Regions from separate parts of the Oryctolagus cuniculus genome. Here region 2 is linked to region 1. A link is a contact called in public Hi-C data. All regions are on one chromosome and are shown on one strand. The core of a region is the stretch at or near the end of the contact, and the rest is flanking DNA. Distances in the headings are between cores, read along the strand shown. Region 1 overlaps LRRK1 (leucine rich repeat kinase 1). Region 2 holds the start of CHSY1 (chondroitin sulfate synthase 1).

Region 1 (3,179 bases), core at 219-2,718:
ACTGCAGAAAGTCCGTGGGAAAGGGAATGGAAAGAGAGACACACTTTGGTGCACAAAGTTTTGCAGCCCGAACTTTCCTGAGCCCCCGCCCGCGTGCATCTGCTGAGGGCCGGTTCTGCAGCACTCAGGGGGACTGACCCCCCGAGGGGGCTCTCCTGGGCTCTGGTGTGCTCGGCTGGGCGAGGAAACGCCCGGGCAGGCACACCCACCACCCACCCAGCCAGGGTCAGGCAGCCTGGGGCGGTTTCCCGGGACCCCCACGTGGGCCCTCCTTCCACATAAGCTGCAGGGTCCCAAACACTGCAGGTAGCGTTTCCTCCCGGTTCAGCGTCCTCTGGCCACCGCCGGAGCTGCAGTGTTCTTGTCATGCTTGTTTCACACTGGGACTTTTTACCCCTTACAGAAACGAAGATGGGCTTAAGACGAAGCGCATTTCCTTTTTCACCACCAGGGGGCGCCAGCGCTCAGGGCCCGAGGCAGGTGCGTGGAAGTGGTGGGTGTGGGAAGCCGGAGGGAGGGTGGGAAGAGGGGCAGGCGGTGTATTTGGGGCTTTCCCTTCAGTCCCTGTTGGACCGGCACAGATATCCACGTGGGGCGGAGAAGCCAACAGTTACCGGCTGTTGCTCGGGTCCCCTGTGGACACTGGGTGCCCAGGAGCCCTGGATTCCTGAGGGGAGCCGGGTGTGCACCACCCTGATTCTCTGCACCTGGCACGCGAGGACCAGGTGCCCAGGGCGTCTTGGTCTGCTCTGGCGGCCAGAAGGTCGGGCTGAGAGCAGCAGCGTGGTCAGCTCCAGGGAGAGTACCCCCCCCAACCTGCCCCGCCACCACCGTCTCCCCTCCTCTTGGAAAGAGGCCACGCCCTCACGACCTCAGCTAAACCTAGCGACCCCCCAGAGAGCCCACTCCGGGCATCAGCCTGTGGAGTTAGGGCTTCCGCCGAGCGTCTGGGTGACAGGGACACAGTCCAGAGCACAGCACTGGGGTTCACTGTCTTGTGGCTGCCTGGGGTAGATCCTGGGTTCTGCCCAGGCCAGGCCTAGGGGCTCCAGCCCAGGGGGCAGGAGGCCGTCACTGTTCAGAGCTTCTGACACACACACTGCAGTGTCTCTTAGAGTCCCCAGGGCCCCGCAGGCAGAGGGGAGGCTCGGAGCTTCCTCTGGAGCTGTCCTGGTCCAACCACACGGCCAGCATGGCAGGGCTGCTCCTAGGGAGAGAGGCTCCCCCTCTGCATTGTCTTCGTGGGGTGCAGGGAAGGTGCACCTGCCCTCCCACTGAGCAGTCACCCCTCCTTGGTACCCTCGAAGCCAAGACATCTGGAGCCAGCCACCCCCATAGAAGCTGCTCCAGAAAACAGGAACCAATATTTACACCAGTTGAATGTAATTAATTGGCTTTTTTTAGCTTAATAGATCGATGTTGGCAGGCTCAGATGTGTGAGGTAGGCACGAGCTGGGAGTAGATGCCAGCACATGTTGGCAGGAGGTGAGCTAAAGTCGGTGCACCTGCTGCACTTCCTAATGAGCGAGTGTGTGTGTGTGTGTTTACATGTATGATAGGCATGTAGATCAGTCACAGAGAGCTACGTGTGTTTATTTATGATCAAAAAGGTAGCACATTATAGTAGGACACATAAGAGAATCCAAAAATAGACCTAAGTGAACGTTAGAATTTAATTAATTAACAACAAAGGTGGCGTTCCAATTTAGGGGGAAGAATGCGATGTTAAATAGTGTCGGGAATCTCATTTTGCTTCAGTTACACAAATGCCCATGCGACAGCAGGTTTAGGTGTAAAAGACAAATGGAAAATAACACATAAGAGACTGTGTGTAACATTGAGAGGTGGGAGGGAACTTTAAGAGCGAGCTGAGCAATCCAGCGATCGTCAAGGAAAAAGATGGAAATCTTTGGCTTTGTGGACACTGAAAAGTTTTGCTGAGTCAAAGGCACCATAAACCAGTCGTAACGCAAGCAGACCATGACAGGGTTGCAACACACTTTGGCTTGCATCCCTCGGATACAAAGAATGCTTGCAAACTCATTCGGAAAAGACAGCCCAGTAGGCAAAAAATGACTTACAGATAGGGATAGTTTGTAAGAAGTCCAGACAGCCAGGAAGAGATGCAACGTCTTTATCCCTGCTAATAGGGAAATGCACTTACGGGTTGCACAGCCGATCCCTTTTTAAACAAAGGGCCTTGGGAGAAATGGAGTCCAAACCTACGGATTGCATTTGGAAGGAAGGAGAGACCCACGAAGGGTGTGTGGGAGGAGCCGGGGGATCCTGGTTATGCTGGTAGGCTGAGCCTTCCTGGAGCTAGTGTGAGTCAACTAGGAATGCATCCAAGCACGTGTGTGTGGGTGGCATGTGTTCATGTATGCACAAAACACACAAGGGTACTTTTGAGACTCATGTGTTTGAAGGGGTCTCCAAAAAATCCATGGAAATGCGTGTTATGAGGCAACTATGCATAGATCTCAAAATTCTTATACCAAAATAAGCTTAACTTTCCATCCCATTTTCTCACAAACTTTTTGAAGCATTCTTTTATAAAAGCGTGTGTGCAGGGTGTGTGCCTGCTGCAGACGTCTGGCACACATAGAAGCTTCCAGATACTTGTCTCTGCGCCTTGCACAGCCCCTGCTGGGACCATGGAGAGGGGCAGGAGGAGGCGGCCCAGCACCCAGGGGACGCAGCCACTCGGGAGGCCCCAGACAGGAAGGGCGAGGTGCACAGTGGAAAGCACAACGGGGCAGGCATTTGGTGCAGGGGTTAAGGTGCCGCTCGGACACCTGCTCGTGTCGAGGGCCTGGGTTCGAGTCCCGGTTCCTCTTCCAATTCCAGCTTCCTGCTGATATGCCCGCTGGAGGCAGCAGGGGGTGGCTCAGGTACTTGGGTCCCAGCCACCCCCTTGGGAGACCCAGGTGGGGTCCTTCCTCCTGGCTTCAGCCTGACACGCGCTCTACTGTTGCAGGCACTCGGGGAGCAGATGAGTGGATACAAGATCTCACTTTGTCTGTCTGTCTCTCTCTCTGCCTTTCAAGTAAAATGAAAAATAAATATTTTTTTAAATAAAGAAGAAAAGCATAATAGGAACAAGTGCTGGTGTTCTAGAAAATGGGTTTTGTGGGGCCCCGCGGGAGCGAGCCTGGGGAGCAGGTGCGGAGGCCACAGCC
Region 2 (3,179 bases), core at 505-3,004, 180 kb after region 1:
CCGCCCCGCTCGCGGCCCGCGGCTGGCTCGGCTCGGCTCGCGCTGCGCCCGCCCCCGTCCTCTGCGTGGCCGGCGCCGCCGCTGCTCATCCTCCGGCTTAGCTCGCCATGGCCACAGGAGCCCCTCACGTCACGCACCGCGCGTTATGAAGCGGCCGGCGGCGGCGGCGGGCCGTGGCCCCTCTCGGGATCCGTCCGCGCCGCGCGATTGGCGCAAAAGTGAATGGGGGGCGGCTCACGTGGCCAAAGTTTGACCCAAAAAAAAAAAAAAATCCCCGCGCGCCCCGCCCACCGAGCGGCCGGGCGGAGGGGGCGCGAGGCCGCGTCGCGAGGGGCGTCCGCGGCCGGCGAGCGAGCGCCCTGGGTGCCCGCGGCCCCGACCCCGCGGTCGCGTCCCGGCCGCCTGCGCGAGGCGCGCCCCCGAGGACGCGCAGGGCCCGGAGCGCGCGCCGCGGCGCACGGGCGGGAGCGTGGTCCGCAGAGGGGGCTTCCTGGGCACCGGACGGTCCACGGAGCGCACGTTGCCCCGGCCGGGGCTGTCCTCAGATAAACCCCGCCGCCACGCCCTCGCCTGCCGCCGGGCCGACCTCCCGGCTCGGGCGCCGCGCTCCGTCCACACTGCAGCTTTGTTCCCGCCGGGCGGCCGAGCAGGCCGCCGCCTCTGGAGCTCCGGAGCGGCCCCAGGGCGGAGAGCGAGCCGGTGCACGCGGTGTGGAGCGCGGTCCGTGCGAGCAGGCGGCCGGCCGGAGGCCATCTGGAAAAAGGCCATGCCGGGGGCTACAGACAGTACAGACAGGGTTGGGATTCCGGCTTCTAGAAACTCGGCGAGGGCAGTGGAAGCTGAGAGGGGTGCATAGGGCCCGGGCGCGTGTGTAATCAGGGGGGCTTGCTACTTAGTAGCCTAAGGAAACTTGGAGAGCAGGATAGTGCCCCGCGCCGGGCAGACGAACCCAAGTTCGGGGGTGGAGAGCAGGCGTGGGTATCCCTGTCCGTGTGGCCCCGTGCTGCGCCCTTTACACACTTGACCGAGCTGTGGGAGATGGCGATGCCTTCCCGGCCACTCAGGGGTGGTCATCTTGTTCATTCTTGGGGCAATACTGCTCTCTTGGACATTTGTGACTTGCATCAAAAAATAGTCCATTACTCACCTTCCCACAGACGCCCTAAGAGGTGACCCACGTCTAAAAATAAAATACTCATTATGCAGTGAGTATAGGATCGCAGCAGTGGTCTTGGGAAAAATACAGAACATACAACCGTGAATTACAGGCTGGGAAACCGTTGGAGGAGGTCTCCAGTGGGAGCAGAGACCGCAAACGCCCAGAGCCGCCACCAGATGCCCCCGCTCAGCGACAGCCCCCCGGTTCACGGTGGTTTACAGAAAGCGCCCGGCCTGCTGGCGAGATGCAGCTTTCAGTTTCGTTACCTCCTGGGCGGCTTTGCTGTTTCCCAACCTGCTCTACACGCGTCTCCATTCTCTCTGCAGACCCCACCGGGAAGGGTGCAGGGGTGACGGGGACATGGCAGATGCCAAAGGCTTTGTCCTGATTCCTCGTGGCCGTCCCTCGGCTCCTGGGCGCAGGCTCCGTGGGGTTTTCTCTCCCGGTGTGGAAGGGTAAGCTTTTCGCCATCGCGGCTGAGCCTGACGGAGCCCCCAGGAGCAGCAGAGGAACCCATAAGGCAAGTCCTTGCAGGAAGAGCAGGCGTGGGTCAGGCTGCTTCCTGGTGGCTGGGAGAGAAGCCCTGCCCAGAGCAGCTGGTGGCTGAGCCAAAGCGGTTCCCTAGGGGACAGATCCAGATTGTTCCACGAGGGACCTGGGTCAGGAGACAGCCGGAGCAAATCCAGGGCACCAGAGACTTCCGTGGCAGTAACCCCAGGATGGCTTCGCCTCCAGAGACAGCCCGAGCTGCCAGGACCTGCAGGCCTCCTGACGCCCACCCCCAGTGCACCCACAGCCCCCTCCGTCCCTCCCTCCTTCATTTGTAAAGGTGAGGAGGAGGCGGGCTGGTTAGACTGTGGGCGCCGCACCGAGGTAAACTGAGGACTTCGGTGACTGGTGACGCTGGGGTCTTGACTGGCTGCACCAGAAACCTCTGCCACTGCCCATCTTCCTCGTGGTGTTAAGCAGCATCGTGGCTGGAAGGGGAACCAGACCAGAGCTGTGCCGGGCAGACTCCTGGCGACACACACCTCGGCCGTGCTGCGGGGCTCCAGGTCTGTGCCCTCCTGTCGGTAAACCAGATCCTGGCCCGGGCTCCTCCCTGGTGACTCCAGACTATTTAGAAATTCACTCAAAACTGCCAGAGCCACCATCTGACTTCCTCTCTCTTTTCCTGTGTGGGTCCCAAGGACACATAATTAAAACCCATCTCTACCCACTTTCTGAACATTTCCTCACGACTGCAACTTTGTCCCTACACAAGTTACTGGTTTTTTTCTTTTTTTTTTTTCTTTCCTGTTGGAGATTCACTGAGTGCCATTTACAGATATAGCATTTTGGATAATTCGCAGCGATTTCTTGGAAAGCCCTGCTAAAACCTCAATTGTTTGTGGGCAGCATGCCTCCAACGGCTGGCAGAATTTCCTGGAATCGCGCCCCAAACAGGGGTCCCTGGAAAAATGGGAATAGTTTTCTAAAACCATTCAGCGACGCCTCTTTTTTTTTTTTTTAAGATTTATTTAATTACTTGAAAGAGTTACAGAGAAAGAAAGAAGCAGAGAAAGAGAGAGAGAGAGAGAGAGAGAGGTCTTCCATTCGCTGGTTCACTCTGCAATTGGCCACAACGGCCAGAGTTGCGCCAATCTGACGCCAGGAGCCAGGAGCTTCTTCCGGGTCTCCCATGTGGGTACAGGGGCCCAAGGACTTGGGCCATCTTCTGCTGCTTTCCCAGGCCATAGCAGAGAGCTGGATCAGAAGTGGAGCAGCCGGGACTCAAACTGGCGCCCATATGGGATGCTGGCTCTGCAGGCGGTGGCTTTTACCTGCTACACCACAGTGCCGGCCCTGTCAGTGTCACCTCTTTTGAGAAAGTTATAACGACTCCTTCTTTCGGAAGCTTTTGTCCACTGCCTGCTAACACCATCTCTGGCGAGCCCTTCCTAATCCTACCCCTGACCACTAGAAAACTGACCATAAGGGCCTCGCTGACCTCCCGATTTTGCTCAGTTCTGTTTTTTTC

Evidence for each region. A called contact is a pair of places that touch in the nucleus more often than the background predicts.
Region 2: a Hi-C map of embryonic fibroblasts shows a contact between it and region 1, with 5 times the contacts expected there. The contact joins the promoter of CHSY1 here to the enhancer-like site in region 1. A contact is called at or near these places in 4 of 6 Hi-C or Micro-C datasets (ear pinna, embryonic fibroblasts, skin fibroblasts and 1 more).

The regions. Positions count from the first base shown.
Region 1 is chr12:10,270,998-10,274,176 of mOryCun1.1, forward strand. It overlaps LRRK1 (leucine rich repeat kinase 1), which reads left to right. Exons shown (of 33, transcript XM_070053315.1): 12 at 404-480. Among named protein-coding and RNA genes, the nearest start is that of LRRK1, 84 kb to the left of the region's middle. Within about 2 kb of position 1,469, at least 1 of the 8 cell types and tissues checked has an H3K27ac peak or open chromatin away from gene starts, as enhancers often do.
Region 2 is chr12:10,455,658-10,458,836 of mOryCun1.1, forward strand. It overlaps CHSY1 (chondroitin sulfate synthase 1), which reads right to left and starts at 1,755. Exons shown (of 3, transcript XM_070053316.1): 1 at 1,426-1,755. The coding sequence starts at 1,676. LOC138844529 (a long non-coding RNA gene) reads left to right here and starts at 1,541. Exons shown (of 7, transcript XR_011380436.1): 1 at 1,541-1,679; 2 at 1,785-1,988; 3 at 2,088-2,214.